Regions from separate parts of the Mus musculus genome. Here region 1 is linked to region 2. The links are chromatin contacts, called in public capture Hi-C maps. All regions are on one chromosome and are shown on one strand. The core of a region is the stretch at or near the end of the contact, and the rest is flanking DNA. Distances in the headings are between cores, read along the strand shown.

Region 1 (6,194 bases), core at 679-3,178, 630 kb before region 2:
GAACTCCGGACCTTCGGAAGAGCAGTCGGGTGCTCTTACCCACTGAGCCATCTGACCAGCCCATTTTTTTTTTTTTTTAAATTTCATTTTACCTGTATGGGTATTTTGTTTGCATGTATATCTGTGTACTACACATATGCCTGGTGCCTATGGAGGCCACCATGGCGCTGGTGTTAGATGGTTATTAGCCATCACGTAGGTGCTGGGAATCAAATCTAGCTTTGAGCCATCTACCCAGGCCTTCCCGGCCATTGCTTAGTGTGATGACCTTTAGGGGTTGAGACGTAGGATACCTGCTGCTCCCTCGACAGTTTGACCTGAGCCTGGCCCTTACTCTCTCTGGCATTGGGAAACCCAGGAAGACCTCCTGCCAACTGCAGAGGCTCAGCTGCTGAGTTCCAGGCTGGATCTTCTCCCCAGTCTCAGTACAGGTCTCTGGAGAGGAAGCCAGGTCTGAGGAGGCCTGGGGCTGTGAACTGATCCACTGGATCATTCCTTCAAAGGGCTACTACCACAGTTGTCTGGGCCTGGTTTTTCCATATTTACAGTTGAGATGGAGGTGAAGGTGTCAGGTACACACTGTGTGTCTGCTCACACACACACACACACACACACACACACAGAGAGAGAGAGAGAGAGAGAGAGAGAGAGAGAGAGAGAGAGAGAGAATGGAACATGGTGTGTGTCCCAGATGATGAGCTGACTGAACCAGGGAGGTTGAGAGGACAAGAACACGATGCCGGGGCTGCGCGGGAAGGCAGAGAGCCCGGCCCCTGGCATGCTGCAACTCAGCACCCTTTGGCTTGCTTGGTCCCGCCCTCACTGGCATCTGTATTTGTATTTTTTTAACTTCCTCACAGTTTACCCATGTTGCTGGGCTTGGGCTACTCATTTCAGCCTCTGCTTCCCATCTCCTCGAAGTAAGAGGTGAGCAGACATGCTGGTCTGAGGGGCCCCATGCCACCATGCTGTTGGTTGAATCGATAGATATCTGGATACAGTGGGGTTAGGGATAGACCCTAGGCTGTTTTCTCCAGGCTAGCGCCTGAGTGAGGGACGCTGCAAGCCAGCCTCCCTGGGTGGGCAATCAGAGCTTGGTCTTGCTTATCTCACAGAGGCTGTGTAGCTGTGGGCTCCAAGGGCAATGAGGGATTAGGTCTCTGTAGAAAGCTGTCCAAATGATGTTCTGGGCCCCAGTAATGGGACTTAAGGCTAGAGAACTGTATATTTCTGGGTCTTTTTGTTGCCAAGGATAAAACACAGGGCCTGGGACACTGTTCTGTAACATTCTATCCTTGTCTCCCCTCAAGCAATGTTTCCTGGAGACTTGTGACCAAGAAAGCCACCAGGGTTCTCAGGTGCCCAAAGAACAGCTGTTGGCTAGGTGTCGTACCAACCGGGGCCTGTTTCACTTGATGTTTTGATTCCTTGGCGGTGGCACTGGGGCCTAGAGCAAGCGATAGGCCCATGGTGTGGCCTTCACCCCATTGTTCTGTGCATGGCTCAGTCAGGACCAGGGGCAGAGGACCTCCATGCTTCCAGAAAGCTCTGGTTTTGACCTGGGCAGGCAGCTAGCTACACGGGGATAGGCTTCTCTGATGCAGGGTGGCCTCTGGAGGGTGGAAACTGACTGAATCGTGAGGCTGCTGGGTGTGGAGTGACCAGGGTGGGCCATGGTTGGAGGTAGGCTGCGGGAAGCTTGAGTGGTGGGAGCCAGCACCGGGGCTGAGCTGGCAACTGATGAAGGCTCCAGATCAGCCCTCTGAGCATAACTGGTTGGTCCTGTACCAAAACCTTCAAAAGTTATTTGCCTTCCTGGCAGGGCCCAGAGCAGGGCTGTGGCTGGTTTGGGGGAGAGGCCTCTGTGCGCAGGGGAATAGAAGCCCAGATCTGCATCCAGAGGCGATTTTCCCAGGCTCCTTCCTCCCACACAGCGGCTCCCTCCCTTGGAGCTGGATCAGGCCCTTCCAGCCAAGTCATCCTGGCTGCACAGCCTAGCCTGGTCTGAGCTGCCTGGCGTCTTGAGTAGCATGGGGCAGACTCAGCAGCCGAGGTCTCCTCCTACCAGGCATGACTCCACCCATCAGCAGTTGGGCAGACCACTGAGGTGGAGGCCTGAAATGGCCCAACTTCAGCTTGAGCCCCTGGTTGTCTCATCGATCTTAGGGCAGAGGCCCAAGGTCAGTGATTTACCCTGAAGCAAGGAAAGGGAGCCACACCATCTGTGGGTCCCTGAAGTCACCTCTACACTTGCTCCCTTCCCTGTGTCATGAGCAAGTGACTGTGACCATCAGGAGCACAGCAACTTTCTCAGTGGCACCTCAGTGCCAGGCCTCAATTGTCCCTCCCATCCAGGGTCTTGGAGCATCCAGATGGAAAGGGGCAACGCACTGGTGGTGCTGCGCAGCCTGCTCTGGCCAGGCCTCACCTTCTACCACGCTCCTCGCACCAAGAACTATGGCTACATCTACGTAGGCACAGGAGAGAAGAACATGGACTTGCCCTTCATGCTGTAGGAAGGCAGGCTGGATATTTATGTGGGGTCGAAACACTCTTTCATAAAGTTCAACTGTTGGGCCTTTTTGTTCTGTCTTGATTGTTGTCATTTTGTCCCTCTGGCAATCTAGTCACCTGGCTATGAAAGGCCAGAAAACAATTCTGAACCAAGAAGCAGAGGCCTGGGATGAGCTAATGAAGGAGGAGGCATCAAGTGTAGATGGGTGGAGATGGTGTGAAGGGGCAGTTAGGGGCCCGCTCAAATTCCTGGATTCAACTGAAAGCTGCTAGTAACTGACAGTCACTAGGCCCTCACTGCAGTGTGGTGCCCGTCAGCAGACGATGGGACCTGTGTGGCACATGGACCTGCCCCAGGTCCACTGACAGGGCCCATTAGGCAGTTCCCTACTATGCACAGGCCCCACATTTCTAAGCACTGACCACACGGGGAAGCCAAGAGCCTGCTTTATTACATTGCCTTGGGTAAGGCTCCCGTCCCTGCTCCAACCTCAGCCCCAGCCAGGCAGAAGACCACAGTGGCCAGGAGATCCAGCTCCTGGCTGCCCTTGGCTTCCAACATTGCAGCTGGGCAGATCCAAGGCACAGAAGTTAGTTCTCTGTGCTGTTGTGGAGGATAATGGTTCTGGTGGGAGGAGCAAGTGCATCTTCTAGACGGTTCTAGTCAGCTCTTCAGAAGTCCTGCTCCCACTAATGCATCATCTTCAGAGGCCTTCTGGAGTAGCAGACATTGTCTTTCAGGAGTGGTGACCCCACGGCCATACCCACCTTGTTCCAACGGTGGCCTTTTTTATAGATGGGCTTGACGGACTTGGGAGCCCAGCGAGTCAGATAGCTGTAGTGGGAACACAAGAGGTTGCCTGCTGGGGCAGGAAGAGCCGGACACTGCCCCCTGGGGCTGTGCTGCCTCCCTCACCAGTTTTCCTTTCTCAAAAGGCAAAGCATTTTTGGGGGAGGGGACTGCTGTTTTGTAAACAGATGGGCTGGGCTCTTGCGGCTACAAGTGTGTGTACTCAGGGCTGAGGTGGAGTCTGGCAGCCCAGGCCCATCCCCTTGACCTTTAAGAGTTGTCAGTGTACATCCACACTGCAGGAGGAAGGCAGAGAAGAATCCTGCTTGTCACGCAGGTCTCTGGCCTGACGCTGGAGACAGGAATGTGACAGAAGGCTGGAGAAGGCCTGCACTCATCCCACTTGGCTCCTTTAGATCTCCTAGCCTCCAGGGGACTTCCCAGGGCACCTCAATCGTTGCAGGACCCCATCCCTCACCCCATAGGAAGCAAGGGATGAACACAGCAGTGCTGTGTTCCAGCAGGTTTCTGTAAGTAGGAGGGGCCAGGGAAAGATGGCGGCCACCCATGGCCCTCTGGCCTCCTCTGGGGATAGCCTAGGCTCTGACTGTTCCTGGAAGAGTGGGTCATAGCACCAAGACTGGGGTTTACTCTGTTCATAATGAAACCTGGCTCCTGATCAGGAAGGCCCATCCTTCATACTCAAGAGTTCAACCACAAAGGCCAGGTCCTCCTGTGTTCTATGTGAGGTTGAGGCTTGCCCTGGCTGCCTCTAGAGGCCCTCAAGTTTTACTTTAAAAACTAGTATTCCTGGCAGAAATTAAAATTTTTTTTTTGGCTGACATCTTCTGGCTGACAGAGGGTTGCTGATTCACGCCTTTCTATCATGGTTCTTTGGAGCTTGAGCTGTGAGCCTCATGCAGAGGGAAAGCTGCGGGAGGTCCGTCCTGCATCTGACCTGGGCAGAGGTGTGTGCTGGGCACAGGAGGTAGGAAGATGAGGCCTTCCCTAGTTGGCTGGACCCACGAACACTGCACTGGGGTACCCCCTGCACAGGGGCTGCTGTTTCTATGGTCAGTTGTTTTAAGACAACAGGTTAGCCCAGCATAAGTTCCGTCACCTCCAGCTAGCCCCTTCACTGGCCTCTCCTAGCCCTCAGAGGGAGAGGTGAAGATGGGGTTCATATACAGGCCCATGGTATAGGTGTTCATCAGGACTCAGGGACTTGAGAAGAGCCCGACTGCGCAGCGTCTCCAGAGCTTTCCTCCTCAGCTCTCCTTCAGTGAGCCTTGGCTGCATCTGTGCCACATGGAGCAGCTAGCTAACTGGTGTAGGCTGGGGGCATTCAACCAGCTCTCTGCGGGCACCTTGGCTCTAGTGAGAACTCAGGCTTTCCTAAACCAGCCCCTTCCTACCTCTCCTGAGCTGGGCCTGGCCTGGACACCTGTGTGCTAAGCACAGGAGAGGAGAGGGGATACTATCCCCTCTGCTGGAGAAGACAATGCTGTACCAGGGTGCTGAGGACACAGAGGAGTGAGCAGGGCCCCTGAGTGCAGCCAGGGACCTTTGGGCATAATCACAGCGTACAGAGATCAGTACCTCCTGAGCCAGGCCTTCCCTTCCCCCAGGATGGCCTTTTGCAACTCAAGAGCCCCCACACATCATCAATCCTGTGTCACACTAACGGACACCGGATGTAAGGGAGGGAGCCTGGCCTGGCTTCAAAGGCCCGAGGGCAGGATGGATTGTGGCCTCCGGCTTGCTGCTGTCTCTTAAAAAGCCAGGGCTGGGGGTGGGCTCAACCCCAAACGGACCAGAGCATGCCCTACTCCTTGGGGCTGCTGGCAGATAGCCTAGCCCAGTTCAGCTTGGGCTCAGTATCTAGGGATGAGGGAGGCAAGGCACAAAGACACAAGCCTATATTACCCTATCCTACACTCTCTGCTTAGCAACCGGGTCTGCCAGCCTCCACCTAGGCTGTGGCAAGGATCTCTGCACAGGTCTGTTGGAGCTGGGGAGTCTTGCTCTGCCTCAGTCTTCCTGCAGAGTGTCTCTTCCTCACTATCACCAGAGGCAGCTTGACACACTGGAGGTCAGGGGCATAAGAACCGCAAAATCAATTCTAAAGACCCAGCTCTTTGCTGAACAGGGGGCTATTATAGATCTAACTGCCTGTGAGGCCTATGTCAGGGAGAGGGAAACCTGCAACAGGACAGCTGTCTGAGTTAGGTGAGAATCTGCTCTCACTGGAGGGGCCTGCCTAGCCTGCTGGAGCTGGAGGCCCGACTTGAATCTGTCCTCCTAAGGCCTCAGGATAACTCGGTGACATAGCAGTTATGTGGGCTGTTAACTGCATGACTGCAAGGGGCATTGGTGACTGACTATGCAGGCTGCTTTGATGCAATGCTGTGTATGTCACCCTATCCCAGACAGTCCTCCCATGGCTAAGGCCTTGCTCTGCCCTGTAATGACCCCAGTGCTGGAGAGCTGGGACATCTAAGTTTGTAGAAATGCTCTGACTTCCCCATAGCAGCCAGTGCAGTGTGATATCATCAACAGGGATTGACACAGTCTAAGGCCCACCAGCAGCTTCCTTGCCCCTGTGTCAAGGCCCTCTAGGACAGAAGGAGAAGGGAGCTGGGCCAGGACGGTGGCAAACATCATACAGTACAGCCATGCAGGAAAGGTTCAGGTGTGTGGTGGCTGGGAATGGCGCAGCCAAGCAACACTCCAGCTCTCTCGGGCTGCTGTGAGACCCATGGGACAAGCTCCCCTAGAACGCAATGAGATCCATAGGCCCTGAAAAGCTTGGGTTAACTGTAGGCATGACTTCTTACCGGTTGAGCTTGGGTTTATCCTTTGGTAAGCATCCTTCTGGAAGCTGTGGTCT
Region 2 (6,851 bases), core at 3,037-5,536:
AAGTTGTTGTATTTTAAGTGGTTATATAACTGCATGTATAATGTCCTCAGTTTTACTACCACTTGCCCTGCAAAACCTGGTCCTTTTAAAAGCTTCTCAGTCTCTGCATGAAAGATTGTTGAAAGAAAGATCACGACTGCACCCTTATAGCCTCTAATCTTGGCACTAGAGAGCAGAAGGGTCTCTAAGTTCCTGTCCAGCCTGGTTTACAAAGTGAGTTCCAGGTTAGAACTACAAAGCAAAACCCACGTCTGAAACATAAAACCAAATCAAAGCAAACCATCCAACCAAAACTATTTACATTATCACAATAAAACACAAATGGGGCTGGAGAGATGGCTCAGCAGTTAAGAGCACTGACTGCTCTTCCAGAGGTCCTGAGTTTAAATCCAAGCAACCACATGGTGGCTCACAACGATCTGTAATGGGATCCAGTGCCCTCTTCAGGTATGTCTGAAGATAGCTAGGGTGTACTCATCATATATATAAAATAATACAATCTTAAAATAAATAAAATACAAATGTAGAAACTCAAACAAAATGAATGTATAGCTTAATAGTTAGAAAGCCAGCATCTTGGGCTGGAACATAGCACACAGGGAGAGTGCTTGCCCAGTCTGTGTGGGGCCTTGGGTTTGACTCTTCAGCAGGCAATCAATCTCTCCCTACTACCTGGGATGTGGACTAGAGCCCAGCAGTTTCCCTGGGGCCCTCTATGGCCTCTGCCTCAACCTGGCCTGCCTTTTTCCTCCCAGAGGCACCCAGCACCCAGACGCTCTTACTTATTACCAGTTTCTTTGATTTCTTGTCCCCTTACAGCATATATTAATTGTCCAAAATATTATGCTTCATTATGATACATTTATACGTGTAAACAGTAGGCCTTAATAATATTCACACTCAATTTGCATTTTTCTAAACACAAGGTTTCAGGTAGTGTAGACTTGCCCCCAACTTGCTTTGTTAGCTATGAGCTTTTATTTTTCAAAAACTACCTTTAATGATGGTTCTTAAATGCTTTAACCTCCCTTCTAGCCCATCATCCACCAGAGGTAGGTGGAAAAGAGAGGTTATTAGGATACCGGGAGACGGGGGGAGTGGAACTGTTTAGAAATTGTTCTTTGGAGAAAATCCTATCTGTGTTGTCAGGAAATCAGCAGTGAAGTTCACAGGATTCAGCAGCTTGATCCACTCACAAATACTTCACGAATATACGAGCAGGTCAGATTGGTAGAGTTGGGATAGCAAATACGAATCAGCAGCGGTGGCCCGACCTAGCAGAAACTGCCAGGCTTCAGCCGAATTGGCTGGAGTTAGCAGGAGGAATTAGGACCACCAGGGATGCCAGGGGAAGTTCTCAACTGTGCCGCTCTCAACAAATCGAAGGTCAGTGAAGACGCGAGACCAAGAAGCACTGCAAAGCTAGTTATGCAAGCAAGCCCAGCCTCCATCACCGTCCGTTGAGTCCTATTTATACTGCCTCAAAACACCAAGTGTCCTCTACAGGTCTTGCCTTACCACGTGTCTTGCCTCAGCACGTGAGCCTGTCTTAGCAAAACTCCATGTGAGTCTATGTATAGCAGCTGACATCACTCTGCTAGTTGACCCGAGTCCACGGAATCCACAAGAAGATGTGGGAACCACCTAGAGAAGCTTTTCGGCGTGTTTTTCTCTATGGAGTCATGGCAAATGCAGTTCAACAAAGCGTGTAAGGCAAACCAATACATCACATCATTATCAAAGAATCCTGCATCATACGCCCTTTCAAGTGCTTGCTTTAGCAAAGCATCCTTTGACCTGTGACTGCTTCAGCAAAATGTTCCTTCACGAACAACCTTTTACCTGTGGCCACACTCCTTCACATGTTTGCAGCAGCAAAACACCCTTCGACATAACTGACTATTTTTTTTTCTTTTTTCTTTTTTCTTTTTGTTTTTTTTTTTGTTTTTTTTTTTTTTTTTGTTTTTTGTTTTTTTTTTTTGAGACAGGGTTTCCCTGTGTAGCCCTGGCTGTTCTGGAACTCACTCTGGAGACCAGGCTGGCCTTGAACTTAGAAATTCACCTGTCTCTGCCTCCCAAGTGCTGGGATTAAAGGTGTGCACTATCACTGCCCAGTCTGACTTTTCAAAGAAACCACAAGTTTCCACTTCATAACTGGGTACAACTTTGACTTACTGATCCTGCTTTGTCTCCTGAGTGCTGGGATTATAGGCATGGGGCTCCAAACCTGGTTTATGTGAGTCTGGGGATGGACTAGGCCCTGGTGCATACTAGGAAAGTACTTTACCAAAGGAGCTATGACTCCAGCCCTTGTGTTTCTTTTACCAGTCAAATGTGGATTTTTAACTCTTATACTATTCCAATATTCTCATATTTCTAAATAGGGTCTCAGTTATACCCAAGCTGGTCTCAAATTCTTGTCATTTTAATTATATACATACATACATACATACATACATACACACACACACACACACACACACACACACACACACACACACACACACATGGTTTGTCTGCCTGTATGTCTGTCCACCATGTACATGTCTGGTACCTGTGGAGGCCAGAAGAGGTTGTTGGATCTCCTGGACCTGGTCTTGAGTTACCAGGTAGGGACTGGGGGAAACCAAACCTGGGTCCTCTGCAAGACCATGAATGCTCTTAACCACTGAGCTACCTCTCCAGTCCCAGATCTAATCTCTTAAACTGAAGTGGTTCTCACACTCAGCTAATCTAGTGCTTTTGGGATTTCTTTATTTGTTTTCTTTTGAGATGGGTCTCTTGTTGCTCAGGTTGGCCTCCAAGTGACTATGTAGCTGAGGCTGTCCTTGAACTCCTGATTCTCATACCTCTGCATCTAAAATACTAGGACTACTGGGGTGAGTCACCATGCCTGAGTATTTCATACGTTTCTTGTGTTAGACTTGCAATCAGCCATATCTAAAAGCAAAGCCCCAGGTTCAAAATGCTATATGAAAACTATAATCTAAACTGGGCATAGTGATACACCCCTAATCCTGGTTGGTGCTTAGGAGGTCAAGATCAGAAGATGGCCTCGATCGGGAGGCAGAGGCAGGTGGATTTCTGAGTTTGAGGCCAGCCTGGTCTACAGAGTGAGTTCCAGGACAGCCAGGGCTACACAGAGAAACCCTGTCTTGAAACAAACAAACAAACAAACAAACAAACAAACAAACAAACAAAGATGGCCTCAACTTAAGGCCAGCCTGGGCTACCTATGAGTTCCACACTAGTCTGGGCTATATAGCCGGAATTCAATCTCCAGCAACTACCATCTATAGTGAGCTCTGGTACTCTCTTCTGACATGCAGGCATACATATAGGCAAAACACTGTATACATAATAAATAAATATTTTTAAAAAGGATAAAATTTAGGGGCTGGAGAGATGGCTCAGTAGTTAAGAGCACTGGCTGCTCTTCCAGAGGTCCTGAGTTCAATTCCCATCAACCACATGGTGGCTCACAACCATCCATAATGAGATCTGATGCCCTCTTCTGGGTGTGTCTGAAGACAGCTACAGTGTACTCATATACATAAAATAAATCTTTAAAAAAAAAGGGAGAATTTTAAATGTTCAAAAAAAGTAATGAGTATGTGAAGAGAATGACAGGTTAATCTACTTGCTTTGATTGTACAAATTTCATTTATAGTACACTATCAAATATATACCTATATAATTATAGTTAATTAAAAATACATGATAAGAACCCCAGAAAGTTGCTGTACACAAGCTCATGGAAAAATCACTGTCTATTCACTGATTAAAAAAACAAACTTCATCCATCCTCCTTCCTTGTCTTCTCTTCCTCCTCCTCCTTTTCCTCCTCCTCTTCCTCCTCCTTTCCTCTTTGGCAGAAGCAGCAAAGGAACTCAGGGCACGCCTGGGAAGTACTCCCCTGAGCTACATCCCGAATCTCTTACTCTTAACTTCTTGGTAGCACAGGTGTGTGTGTGTGTGTGTGTGTGTGTGTGTGTGTTTGTTTGTTTGTTTTGAAAAAGCTGACAACAAAAACAGGCATGGTGGCACTGGAGAGGCAGGAGGACTGCCACAAGCTTGAGACCTGATCTAGGTAGGAGGTCCAGCCAACGCAGGGCTGCCGAGGGCAGCGTGAAGTGCGTAATAAGACCATATTATGAACAACCACACCAATCAGTCCTCGGCAGTTTGAACAGCTCTAAGTATGGGGTGAGTGTGGCTTGCACCACTCTGCACTGGTGGGCTGGCGAAGGAAAGGGGGTTTCAGAGGGCAAAGGCCTGCCTTGGAGCCCAGCTCCCAGCCTGGCAGTGTATTCAGTCGCTGACAGCTCATGAGGGGAAGCGGCATGATGATCCTTAAGGGCTCCGTTCTTCACTAGAACTGTGTGGGGTTCTGGGTAGTGTTTGCATCTTCCTGGGGGGAAGCCCGAAAGGAAGTGATTCTTTTGGAGTGTTATGAACAGACCAGCAAAAAGGTGAAAGGAAAGCACGCACGCGGAAGGGTGAGGCCGGGTGTGGCCACTGTGCAAGGGCAAGCTTCTTTGTATCTGCTTGGGTAGCTTTGCAGAGGTAGATGACCTTGGACAAGGAGCGAGGTGGGGCTAGGTGGGCGGGGATTGTGGAGGTTTCTCTTGGATGCTTTTTTGTAGCCCCCCCCCCCCACTGGGGCGGTGGGGCGTGGGATTGTCTTTGTGTGTCTGTGTTTATGGGTATGTGTGTGGGTATGCATGCACATGGAGGCCAGAGGTTGGCATCTGTGTCTTTCTTGGCTGCTTTTCCACTGTATGTTTTGCAGACAGTGTCTCTCGCTGAACCTGGAGTTGTCTGTTCGTCTACACTGGTTCAGAGGGCCCCAGGATCTCCGTCTTCCCACCCCAGCGCTTACAGCACTGTTTGTTGTTGTTGTTGTTGTGTTGTTGTTTGTTTGTTTAAAAAAACAAACAAACCCTGGATCTTGCATGGCAAACATTTTGCAAGCTGAACCATTTCTCCAGTTTTTGTCTTTTTTTTTCTTTCTTTCTTTCTTTCTTTCTTTCTTTCTTTCTTTCTTTCTTTCTTTCTTTCTTTTTTTTTTTTTTTTGAGTTTGTAAGTTAGTTCATTACTTCCTGGTTCCAAAATAGATGAAGGACAAGATCAAAGCCTCTGAAGCAACATTTGTTTATTTTCCAGGGAAATTTATCATCAAATCCGTCTCCATTTACAAAGGAAGGCTGTGTCCCTTCCCCCAAAGGTGGGATTTTGGGAACAAAAAGAGAGTTACCTCCGGGAATACTTGCTATGGTGGAAGGTGGGTGGCTGAGGCTCTTGACACTCAGCTTCCTTTGTCACCTGCTGTCAGGGGTGAGGCGCCACTCTGGCTTTGGTTTAGAAAGCTCTGTCTGTCTGTCTGTCTGTCTGTCTGTCTCAGACACACACACACACACACACACACACACACACACACACACTAATATATCAGAACCCAGAGTTCCATTATCCATCTTGAAATGGGGCCTCTGTCTGTCTGTTAGGATGTCTGGGGAGAGCAGAGATGTAAACACAGAACTGGAGATCTACCATTAGCGCCGATTTCATTTGCTATCAGCTTACCCATTACCCTTTGAGATGCCATTAAAAATGCATTCAGGATGTGAGGGAGATGGGGCCTCTCAAAATACAAGTTGATTGTAATTGATGACGACAATCCTCCTCTGCCACCCCTCTTTCCCTCGCCTGCCTTTCAGCTTCCAGTGGCTTTAAGCCATCTGGGACAGAACCCAGAGCAGAAAAGAGAGGAGGGAAGAGGGCCTCCAGGCAATGGTAAGTGCTGCCAGAGGCCAGGGAGCCAAACTCCTCCAGGATGGCAGATCCTTGCTTGGGACCTGGGACTTAGCAGAGCATTTATGCTTCTAACAGCAGCTACCTGGTACTGAGCACCTGGTATGTGTCAGGTGCTGTGCTAGGGCTCCAACCCTACCTCCTGCAATGTTAGGTAAGCTCTCTAAGCAGTGACCCTCCACACCCAGGCTCCAGTGACACGCTTTACATTTAGCGACATTCAGTTTTCACATTAAGCTGTTATGAACCTTATTTTACACACGAGGAGGCTGAGAGTGGTTCAGTGGTACGTTTACTAACATGCAGGCAATACTCAGTAGAATGGGGATTTGAACCTGACAGCCTGCCTTTAGAACAACCCTGTTAACTTAGTGTATGTGTATACCCATATGTGTGTGTGTGTGCACTTAAAGTTTTTTTTTAAATACTTATTTACTTATGTATGTGAGTACACCGTTGCTCTCTTTTGACACACCAGAAGAGGACATTGGATCCCATTACAGATGGTTGTGAGTCACCGTGTGATTGCTGGGAGTTGAACTCAGGACCTCTGGAAGAGCAGTCAGTGCTCTTAACCACTGAGTCATCTCTCCAGCCCCATGTATGTGTGTTTTATACACGCAATTCTGAAAGTCCATGTATCTGCGATCCCAACTCTCAGTCAGTTAGGAAACAGGATCACAGGAAAGCCCATTCACCTCAGGGACGCTTCTTGCTGCCAGGCACAGGCAAGGAGCTCAGAACTCTCCCTGGGTGGGGGCAGAAGCAATCTGCTCCATGGTATACAAACTACCCTTCTCTCCTTCCCAGGCTGAGACATAGACTTATAGCTTGGGTTGATGGGAAAGCCCACATCTGGCCAGGACAAAGAAAAAGGATGAAAAGACCCTTGTCTCTGGCCTTACACAGTCACAGGGGAACTTGGTCTGCATTGTTACAGGCAAGAAGCATAACTTTTTTCGTTTGTATCACTGAAGTCTGTAGATGAGTAGCCAGATTTGCAAGCTGATGGAAGAAAATAAAAAGCCGATGCGTG

What was found. Capture Hi-C pulls out chosen DNA fragments and counts their contacts.
Region 1: a capture Hi-C map of embryonic stem cells shows a contact between it and region 2, with 4 times the contacts expected there. The contact joins two enhancer-like sites. A contact is called at or near these places in 5 of 39 promoter capture datasets (the 3T3-L1 cell line, 3T3-L1-derived adipocytes, the SN4741 cell line and 1 more), 1 of 484 Hi-C or Micro-C datasets (embryonic fibroblasts), 3 of 115 datasets of contacts at active chromatin or transcription factors (astrocytes, bone marrow-derived macrophages and regulatory T cells) and 2 of 9 other capture datasets (embryonic stem cells and liver).

What each region holds. Positions count from the first base shown.
Region 1 is chr17:46,125,660-46,131,853 of GRCm38.p6, reverse strand. It overlaps Mrps18a (mitochondrial ribosomal protein S18A), which reads right to left. Exons shown (of 6, transcript NM_026768.3): 5 at 6,142-6,194; 6 at 2,946-3,349. The coding sequence ends at 3,205. Rsph9 (radial spoke head 9 homolog (Chlamydomonas)) reads left to right here. Exons shown (of 5, transcript NM_029338.4): 5 at 2,356-2,584. The coding sequence ends at 2,516. Among named protein-coding and RNA genes, the nearest start is that of Rsph9, 15 kb to the left of the region's middle. Within about 2 kb of position 1,928, at least 59 of the 459 cell types and tissues checked have an H3K27ac peak or open chromatin away from gene starts, as enhancers often do. A contact at or near this core is called in embryonic stem cells, where this site is marked.
Region 2 is chr17:45,493,281-45,500,131 of GRCm38.p6, reverse strand. No RefSeq gene overlaps it. Among named protein-coding and RNA genes, the nearest start is that of Aars2, 10 kb to the left of the region's middle. Within about 2 kb of position 4,286, at least 13 of the 459 cell types and tissues checked have an H3K27ac peak or open chromatin away from gene starts, as enhancers often do. A contact at or near this core is called in embryonic stem cells, where this site is marked.